Regions from separate parts of the Zea mays genome. Here region 1 is linked to region 2. Evidence: chromatin contacts called from public Hi-C data. All regions are on one chromosome and are shown on one strand. The core of a region is the stretch at or near the end of the contact, and the rest is flanking DNA. Distances in the headings are between cores, read along the strand shown. Region 1 holds the start of LOC100282116. Region 2 holds the start of LOC100283415.

Evidence for each region. Hi-C and Micro-C count contacts between places; a contact is called where the count stands out from the background.
Region 1: a Hi-C map of leaf shows a contact between it and region 2, with 5 times the contacts expected there. The contact joins the promoter of LOC100282116 here to the promoter of LOC100283415 in region 2. A contact is called at or near these places in 7 of 25 Hi-C or Micro-C datasets (bundle sheath, ear, endosperm and 2 more).

What each region holds. Positions count from the first base shown.
Region 1 is chr9:28,844,063-28,849,372 of Zm-B73-REFERENCE-NAM-5.0, forward strand. It overlaps LOC100282116, which reads left to right and starts at 3,264. Exons shown (of 5, transcript NM_001155029.2): 1 at 3,264-3,549; 2 at 3,900-4,008; 3 at 4,125-4,279; 4 at 4,655-4,916; 5 at 5,018-5,310. The coding sequence starts at 3,512. The coding sequence ends at 5,212.
Region 2 is chr9:28,627,100-28,631,941 of Zm-B73-REFERENCE-NAM-5.0, forward strand. LOC100283415 reads left to right here and starts at 1,920. Exons shown (of 5, transcript NM_001156316.2): 1 at 1,920-2,141; 2 at 3,381-3,484; 3 at 3,585-3,660; 4 at 3,965-4,048; 5 at 4,692-4,842. The coding sequence starts at 2,106.

The DNA of each region.
Region 1 (5,310 bases), core at 2,014-4,513, 220 kb after region 2:
AGCAGAACTTGTAGCATTAGACACTGCTGGGGCTGAGGCCGAGTGGCTTCGTGATTTCCTATTGGACTTACTGGTAGTTGAAAAACCGATACCGGCTATTTCCATGAACTGTGACAACCAAACTGTGATTACAAAGGTTAACAGTTCTAGGAATAACATGAAGTCTACAAGGCATGTTAAGAGAAGATTGAAATCTGTCAGAAAGCTGAAAAACTCCGGAGTTATAACTGTGGATTATGTCCACACATCGAATAATCTGGCAGATCAATTCACTAAGGGTCTGTCACGCAATGTGATAGAAAGTGCATCGAGAGAAATGGGTATGAGACCCATGTGAAATCTACTCTAGTGGTAACCTGCTCTATGTGATCGGAGATCCCATGAAGTAGAGTGGAGAAACAAGCTAGGAGTAGATTGTGAGGAAAGATCCCTTCCTTAACTCATTTCTGATGCACATCTTTCCTATCTGTAAGGCAGGATGATTTTTACCTTAATGTATTCCAAGAGTCTTATAAAGGTAAGATATTGTCCTACAGAACATCTTCTGAGGAATACACCTATATGAGTTAGACTGCTGGTCACAGTCTATGGGACTTGGGTAATCCCTAAATACTCATGAAAGGCAATGAAGTGTGACTTATATGCTTCTAAACAGCGGGAATACCCTTTTGCAGCCTAGTATCAGCAAATGATTTGAGTGAATCTCACTTCACACAAAACTGTCAATTCAAGGCTTAGTCCATTGTTCAGTTGTGAATGGGTGAAACTTTTATTCTAGATGGATGTTCAACTTAACAGCCTCCATCGAAACACTGCTATATCAAAGGATTGTGATTCTGATACTTCATCATTACAAACCCTAGAGTTTGGTGGGGATTGTTGGACCTTTTATGGGCTTGGCCCATTTATTGAATAAACTCTATTGTGTGTAATGGTGGAGAATATCAATAGTACCATATTGGAAGTCCAAGGGTCTGTTGGCTTGACTTATATGGTGGGAATTATTCCACTTAATTTGAGAAGTCAAGAAACGGACAAGGGCGTGCCACACGCGCGCGCGCGCCGCCGCCGGCCGGGCCGGGCGAGGCGACGCGAGGCAGGCAGGCGAGCGGGCGTGTCGTGGTTGTGTTAATTTTTAGCACTCATTAACCGCGGGAGTTTCAGCTCTTGCCCGTCTCTTGGTGTGCCGCATGCGAGACCCTTGTCCTTCAGCTGCCCGTCTCTTGGCGTGCAGCATGCGACCTTTCTCCTTCAGCTTCCCTCTGCGAGAGGTTAAGTATAGGAGAACCCCTAGCACTTGGTACAGGAGAACAAAACCATTTCAGAGTCACAGCCCAGCCGCAAGTGAGAGTATTTTCCATCTCGTGACTCTGCGCGCACAGAGAAGCGAGAGGGCAGGTGCCTCCGAAGCCCTTGCCGTTCGAGACCTTGCACGGGGATCGACAATTAGGTTTTTTGGGAGCGTCTACGTGACTGCCCAAAATATCTTCTTTCTGGCGACATGACAAGGGAAGCTGTACAAGGATCTGGATCATCAGAGCGCATGGGAGGGTATGATCAGTTTATTTCCTTAATATTTTACGTTCTGCAGATTATAGATGTTTCATATATTCATCTGTGTTGTTTTATATGTAGCAATGATTTTATCTTATCTGTTCTGTCTTATTATAATATGTTATATCTGTTTGTTTTAATTTTTACTGTCATGTTGTTTATGTTTCTATCTGTTTATTTTCAATTGTTGAGTTAGTTTACATGGTTATTATATTTATATGATTTATATGCTTCATATGCTTTGTGTTCTCATTATCCATATTGTTATGGATATATTTGAGATCACGATTTCTATGGTTAATTATCTTTTATATGTCATTATCATAATGTTAATCTATGTAATTAAAATGATATGAAAAATGTCTATAATTCTAACAATTTATCCTTCAAGAAAAAAACAGAATAAAGATAAGACGAAGCTTAACTTCAATTTCTAAAAATCATCAACATCGATCAATAAGCATGCATAATCCCATTGATTCATTTCAAGGGGGGATTTCTCCTTCATTTTTCCTCTTCAAAATTATAGACCGTGACCTCGTTGATTAATGTAATATATATGCTCTTTAAGCTGCTTCTTCCAGCAACAGCTGGTTTTGGATCTGTAATAATGTACGCTGTGTTCCATTATCTAATAAGCATAATCTCATTGATTGATTTTCAAGTGGGGAAATCCTCTTCCATTTTTCCTCTTCTATGAGAGGAGGCTACTACCTGCCGGCCGGCTTGATGGATCAGGCCCATGCCAGGTTGCAGGCCGGTCGGCCCTATCTCCAACACAGCTGGCCTGGGCCACCTCACGGTCCCTGGCGATCACGCAAGATAAAATCCCAGCCATCGCCATCAGCCGATCAGTTGTGAGCTAGGTACATGGGGATCTGAATTAGGTGAACAACAGTTCGTATCTACAGTGCAAAATTGCAACCTACCTCTCTGACAATGTCCACGTTGTTGCCGTTGTCTTCGTTTGCTTTGATCGGAAGCAAACAGGCACAATCGTCCAATCTTTCTAATACCTGCACTGACCAATTGGTTCTACATATGAAGACAGGAATGACAGTGATGCTATGTGAGAAGAAGTTTAGCTTATGCAGCTCTTGTAACCGTTTGACCTGTACTCTGCAATCATGTGGTCTGATCTATGAAATATGCTCAAGATGTAGCTGTTGCGTTTTGTGCTATTACTTGTGAATGGAACAAATTCCTGGTATCCAAGCATGGCTTGTGTGCAGCTACACATGGTCCAGACATGAAATCTGATCCAGCCAAGCTACACTAGTTAAAAAAAAAAGAAACAGCAAATGTTGCACCGGTTGGGCCGGCCTGCTGTTGGCCTTTCCCAACTCCTACGAACGGGCCACCTAGATAGGCCCAAACAAATAAACAGGCCCCGTCCGTGTGGTGCTTATTATTCGACTGAGGGCTTTTTTTTGCTCCCGTGACCTCTTTTAAGGCGTGTTTAGGAGCAAAGAAAGTAGATGGAAATAAAAGGAGTTAAAATCTCTTACTATTCAAAAATTAAATAGTCCGAAAAATAGCGAAGAATATCGGTTGTTTTACTGGAAGGAAAAATAAAAAAATCCGTTTTTTTAGCACATGGAGAGGGTATTTGTTTATTTATTAACAAATTAGTAGGAGCATACACCAAGAAGAAAAAAACCGACAAGTGTCACCGTACCACAAAAAAAAACACACACACAGGGGAGGGAGACGAGACGAGATCCAAAATTCCCTGGCGGTGGGCTGTGGGCTGTGGCTGGTAATAAAGCTCGCGCCACGGGAGCCACGCACGCGGACGCCGGCATATTCGCCAAACGCATCGCATCGGCCTCAGCCACCGGCGCGGCTGCCCTCCTCTTCTCCGTCGATCCGGAGAGGACTTTCTCTCGCCTGCTCGTCTCTCCCGCCCCCGCCGGCCGGCCGGTCCTCTTCCCGGCCCACTCCATTCCGATCGACCATGGCGGCTACCGCCCCCAACGGCAATCCCACTGTCAGGTACGGCTCCCGCCTCGTTCCATCATGCGATGAGAGTTAACTACCCCCCCCCCCCCCCCCCCCCCCCCCCCCGTCGCGTGAACAGAGCGCCATCCAATGACGCCACTTCGTTGCGGTTTTAGATTTACCACCCACTCGTTCCGAGCCTGTGCGTGGTCAATATGTGTGTGAGATGAATTACATACTGTTTCTGCTCTTCTTCTTCTGAAACCGTCGAGTTGCGTGACTACCATCGAGCGATGCACAGCCTGAGATTTATCGCGCGCGCACAAACACGCATACTCGTTCCAAGTTCCTGATCACCTGATGATTCAAATGATGGGCAATTGCCAATTGGGCATGATCTGCAGCTCCCTCGCGGCAACCGTTCCGGTCCAGGCGGTTCTGTTCGACATCGACGGGACCCTGTGCGACTCGGATCCCCTCCACCACGTCGCTTTCCAAGAGATGCTTCTCGAGGTACGGTGGAACGTCGCTTTTCCCTGTTTCACTTTTCTTTTTTTAAACCAACGAGCTGCCTGCGATGTGATGTGGTTTGATTTACGAAACCAAAATGGCTGGCATGGCATACGCAGATCGGGTACAACAATGGCGTGCCGATAGACGAGGAGTTCTTCATCAAGAACATCGCTGGGAGGAGTGACGTCGAAGCTGCCCAGAACCTGTTCCCGGACTGGGAGCTTGAGAAGGGGCTCAAATTCCTAGAGGACAAGGAAGCCAAATACAGGAGGTACGTACAAATGATAGCTGTGGTTTTCCTCAGTATTAGATCAACTGAAAGATTCAGAGAGTAAGCGTGTTGTCCATTGTTACAAGTTTACAACAGTAAACCCCTTTGCGTACCGTAGCACATACATAAATAACATCCATTTCAGCGCTATCACGCAAAAAAAAAACACCAACTTTTTGCTACTCAGAGAGATCGATTACTAGGTTGTGGAGAGTTCTGTCATTTCCTACAGCGCCCATTCGCTGCTGATTCTGCGGAATGTGATCCTTTCATAATCATTACAATACATTGCATTGCATTACAGAACTGATAGGTTCGTTATGACAACGTGCATGAGTGACTGAATGTTTCTAGTTGTTGGTTCTTTTTATTCAGTCTGGCAAAAGAGCGCTTGGTGCCTGTGAAAGGCCTCGCGAAGGTGGTCCAGTGGGTGAAAGACCACGGGTACAAGCGCGCGGCGGTGACCAACGCCCCCAGGATCAACGCGGAGCTGATGATCTCGCTCCTGGGCCTCTCGGACTTCTTCCAGGCCGTCATCGTCGGAGGCGAGTGCGAGCAGCCAAAGCCCGCGCCGTACCCTTACCTCAGGGCCCTCAAGGAGCTCCAGGTGTCCGCAGAGCACAGCTTCGTCTTCGAGGTAAAATCAAACGACCTTGTGACTGGGATTCTGTGATCTGATGGTTGTATTACAGGAGTAGTCACTGATAAAAGATGAGATTTCTTTTTGGGTTGGTGTAGGATTCTCCTGCTGGTATCCGGGCTGGCGTCGCGGCGGGGATGCCTGTCGTCGGTGTGGCGACGAGGAACCCGGAGAAGTCCTTGGTGGAAGCAGGAGCCGCGTTGCTCGTCAAGGACTACGAAGATCCTAAGCTCTGGGCAGCGCTTGAGGAGATGGACGGAGAGGAAGCTAAGCTGAAGAAGGCCAGCGAATGATCTGATATGACGATGAGCCATTGATTAGATTTATTGCAGATTAAATCTGCCTCCAGCATGATTCTGTTCCTAGTTATGCGCTGCGGAGAGAGCTCACC
Region 2 (4,842 bases), core at 670-3,169:
ACAAGAATAGGGAGCTTATGATTTATGACTATAACATGTAGGTTGTGATGTTCCATATCTCTGAACCTTTTTTTGTTGAGGAAAAGGAGCAGAGGTTTCTGGATAATAGTATTATAGAGGAAAGTAAGTACCTAGAGTGGTTGGTGCAAAATGATATGAGTTGTATAAATTTAGATCTGAGTTTATTTATGAAGGTTCTCCATTAATCATAAAGTTTTAGCAACAAACTACTACAATGAAACCCCCATACCCAATTTCAGTAAACACTCTATGATCAATGTAGTCAGGCATAACTGAGTTTCAAATGAAATTGTTAAGAAAATACCTGGTTGATGAAGAAATTTAAGACCGACAAATTTTTTATTTGAGATTCCCTTCGCAACTGCAAAAGTTCAGTGTACCTAGGAATACATCTACCATCCAGTGCAGCTTATGCAGATGTTGTAGTTTCAACATCAGAAAACCGAACTAACGCAACAAGATAAAAAAGCATAACCTTGAATAAAAGCATGAGCCTAGACAAAGAAAAAAAATAGAGAAATCATGACAGTGTTATCAATAAAATACATTACTGCTATGGATGACAGATGAGACATGTGATAGAATAAGTAAAACCATCACCTGATAACCAGATGCTTTCTCAAATGTAGCAAATGGAGGGAGATGCTTATCAAACCTGAATGTCTCTTACACTGTAAGCTCTCCTCACCCCAAACGCTGCCTCAAAGTCCACCCCTTGGAAGTCTAGAAAGTTTGGCCTGACAGGTCCATTCATCCAATCTGCTGAGTTGAGACATCTATAGAAGCCTGGGCACGATAGGCTGTCGTCACGCTTGGAGCCAAATTGTGGAAAACTCTGCTGCCTCCCCAAAACAATCAATACTTTCTTATGCATTCAAGAAAAATATATTTATTACTCACCATTACTGTCGGTGCCTGGCCCTGGCCCTGGCACGCGCCCTCCTTGGCGTCACGGTTTCCCACCGTGACCCTCCTACATATAGAGGAAGGCCTCGCCCTAAGAGTGGCATCTCGGTGGAGGGCGAGGCGGGCATATGAGAACATGCCCGTCTTCCTCGATCTCGTGCTTCAGACCCGGAAGAGAAGGGGATGCGAATACCTGGTCGGTGCTCTTGCGGGGCGGTTGCAGAGCGAGGAGGGGGGCAGAGATGCGAGCGCGTGCGGCTGCTACGAGCGTGGAACAGACATGGGGATGACGATGGAGGAGCGGAGAGGCGGCGATAGCGGGAGCAGCGCATGGGTTGAGGCTCATGGGAGCATGACGCTAGGGTTTTGCGACGCGACATGCGACGGGGGTGCAGAGGGGTCCTTCCTGAGGTGCGCGCGGCGGAAATGCAGCGATGACGAGGTTCTCTTCGCAGGCGAGCACGTGGTCGAGGCGCGCGCGGGACCAAAGCCAGTCAACGCCGACGGGGCGGGAGCAGGTAGTCCGCGGCGGACGACTCCTTGCCGCGCTTCCCGCCGCCGCAAAAGAAGTAGCCGCGCGTGCGTAGGTGGAAGAGGTCCCTCGGCGGTGATTGGGGGGATATCGCAATGGGGGAACTAGGGTCGCTGGGTAGGTGGGGGCATCGCATCGGCCATACGACATTCTGGGCAGCGATCTCGACGGGATTCTCACGGTGTTACGGAGGTGGTCGGGGGAGAGATAGAACATGGTGCACGTAGAGGTGGTAATGGATCGTGATCCAAATAGTTCTTCACAAAATGTCAAGGCCATAAATAAATTATAGTTCAAAAATGACTAGAAATAAAGCCCGATCCTAACCCGCTTCGATCCTTAAATCTTATAGTGCAAAAATTATAGCCCATTGTCAGCCCTAGGTGCACGGTATGAACACCTACACACCGTGCTTATAGAGTAGTAGAGGTATACCATTCTGCGTCTGATTGTATACTTGGTTCACAAGCAAAAATCGTCCAGTGTTTTTTTTTTCGTTCTTTGCCGTTTCTGCACACAAGTACTAGTCGTCTCCTAGTCCTCTCCTCTGTACTAGTCGTCGAGTCTGCTTCCATTCTGTTCAAGTTAGCGCCGCTAATCCGCTCCCTATTCACCATCCAATCCAATCGGCTTCCCCCAGGCACCCATGGCGACGGCGGTGGAGGTTCCCGTGGAGGCGCCGGTGAGTGCTGCTGCTGCATCATCCCTCCCTCTCTGAACCCTCTTCCGGTGGGCGGTGGCGCGCTGGATCCGGTTCGCCTCATGCCGGTGCGGGGGCGCCGACGCACCCTACCGCCCGTGAGAGTTTTGCCTAGGCTTAACCGCCTCCCGCCCACCCCGAGTGCGTGCCTGGGCCGAGTTCCTTGCTGGCCTGCGGGAGAAGCTTGATGCAGCGAGCAAGCTTCGCTGCCGATCCGGCGGGGCTAGGGTTCGTTTGTATCTGGGCGTAGTTGGATTGCAGCGTAGCTTGCTCGTATAGTCGCATACTCGCATGTATCTGCGAGACCGAGTGGAAACAAAGAGATAGATGAGCACGCACTGCGCGGGAGCATGCCCGCGTCGCGTGCTTCGCAGATCGACATCATCGGGGACTAGTAGCTTAGGCTCCCAACGTTGTGGGTTCGGTCCAGAGGATTTGCTGCAAGTAGTCTTACCAGTATAGGCTAGTTTACATCACTGTTGAATGATTTGTGACATGGTCTAGATCTTGCTGTGACTCTAGCAGTCTAGCAATCACTATAGGGGTGCGCGGTTGTGAATGAGAAGATACTAAGCGCTGTGATACGCCCAGGGGATTGCTGCGAGTAGGATCATACCGTACTAGTTGATACCATACCATACTAGTAACTAGTTGTCTAGTTGATACTTGATACCCACACACGATTTGTTACATGTTTTAGAGTTTGATTTGACTACCAGGTTCTGCAACTGCAAAAGCATTCACGGACTACCAAATGCATATGCCTTTACCACTCCTTCATTGAATCATTGGGACTAATGGTGCCAGACCGCTTGAGAAAATAATCTCTAGCCATGTGGGGATAGCATTCTGAGGAGACAATACCTTTATATGCATGCAAGTTTGAAAGGAATACTTGGATCCTCTATTCCTCTCTGCCGTTTATACAGTTGTCAAAAAAAGTCAATGAGATCTAGCTCATGAGCTTTACAGGCATCCCAATGGTAGTATCTACTAAGCTTGCTTCTACGATAGAGATAATGTTTGTCTTTTTAATGCTTCTCAGCTGATTTTCACAAGCCTGGGTATGGTTTACATGTATGCAAATGAGAAAGCTCAAGTCAATAGGCCAAAGGAACTAATATCCACTGATTTTCGCAATTGTCCCTTCCCTCGTTTTGTCAATCATTATAGTCTTCAGTACTTATTTCAAAACTCATATTAATGTTCCATTTATTGCAGGTGAGGACAGTGAAGGTCACCAATGTCTCTCTTAGTGCAACTGTGCAAGACATTAAGGAGTTCTTTTCCTTTTCAGGAGATATTGATCATGTGGAGATGCAGAGGTTCGTAAAACCTGTCCAACTAGGCCGCCCCTTCTGTTTTCATGTCCATACGAGCCCTTGATTGCCATCCTCATTAGCTTGTTTCTCTTTACTTTGGCAGTGGTGATGAGTGGTCCCAAGTTGCATATGTCACTTTCAAAGATGCACAAGGCGCAGAAACAGCACTTCTTCTTTCGGTCAGTACCTGAGGGAGGCCTTAATACGATTCAGTGGAATTCTAACAATAGTCCACTCTATGATTTTCACTACTTGACTATAATTGATCACCATAGCGCTGCTGCTAGTGTACCCATTTGCTTGGGACCAAAAAATGTTGTTCTTGTATTAGAGCTACGACTAAATGCTTCACTGAAATAGAATGTTTGTGGTTCACTTTAGCAGAATTTGCAAATTGCAAGGAATTTGCTGTCATTGCAACATTGCGTAGTGTTAGTACTTCTAGAAAAATAACATCAATGAAATTTTGTACAACTGTCACAGGGTGCCACAATAGTTGATCTTTCTGTCATCATTGCACCTGCTCCAGAGTATCAGCCACCTCCTACTGCCTCTGCTCCACCAATGGTATGATATGCTGCTAGTTTTTGTGCTCACCTTGTCTGCATTTAGTTGCTGATGTGAGGCTCTATCTTGAATTGAACATGATACACAATTCTAAAAATATGTATTCTTTATGCTGAGAAACTGATTTTTTTTTTTCATTTTCTCGATACCACACCACTGTAGTTTTGCTGTCTGTAGTATCTTTGACACATCTGCTTCTTAACTCAAATTCAAATCAGTAGGTCAAATGTATATTTATCTCTGTTCTAATTGGTGAGCACAACCTGTGACATTTTTATTTACATTCCATCACCGTTGTTCTGTGAGTAGTTTTGAAAGGACCCTCTATATGTACTATAGTTCGCCACATTTCTAAGAATTAAGGTCCCTCAGGCCAAGTATAATGGTAAATTTCATACGTTTATCAATTCAGTTGACATCCACTTACCTTTTTGCATGTCACACATATGAAAATTATCTAGTGTGATTTCCATGCACCAGAGAGGCAGAGCCAGAGCTTGTTTCATTATCTGTCCAGAATTGTATTCATGACAACGAAAGCCATTCCTTATTGTAGTAGCCACATATTAATAGCTCCAGTATGTTTTCTTATAGAAAAAAAATACATCAGTAATTTGTACTGAACATTATATTCTGTTGTCAGAGTGGAACCAGAGTTCCAGTTGGTGGTGGAGACAACAACGTTGTTCACAAAGCCGAGGACGTTGTGAGCACTATGCTTGCCAAGGGTTTCGTGCTAGGCAAAGACGCGGTTGGCAAGGCCAAAGCATTCGATGAGAAGCATGGCTTCACAT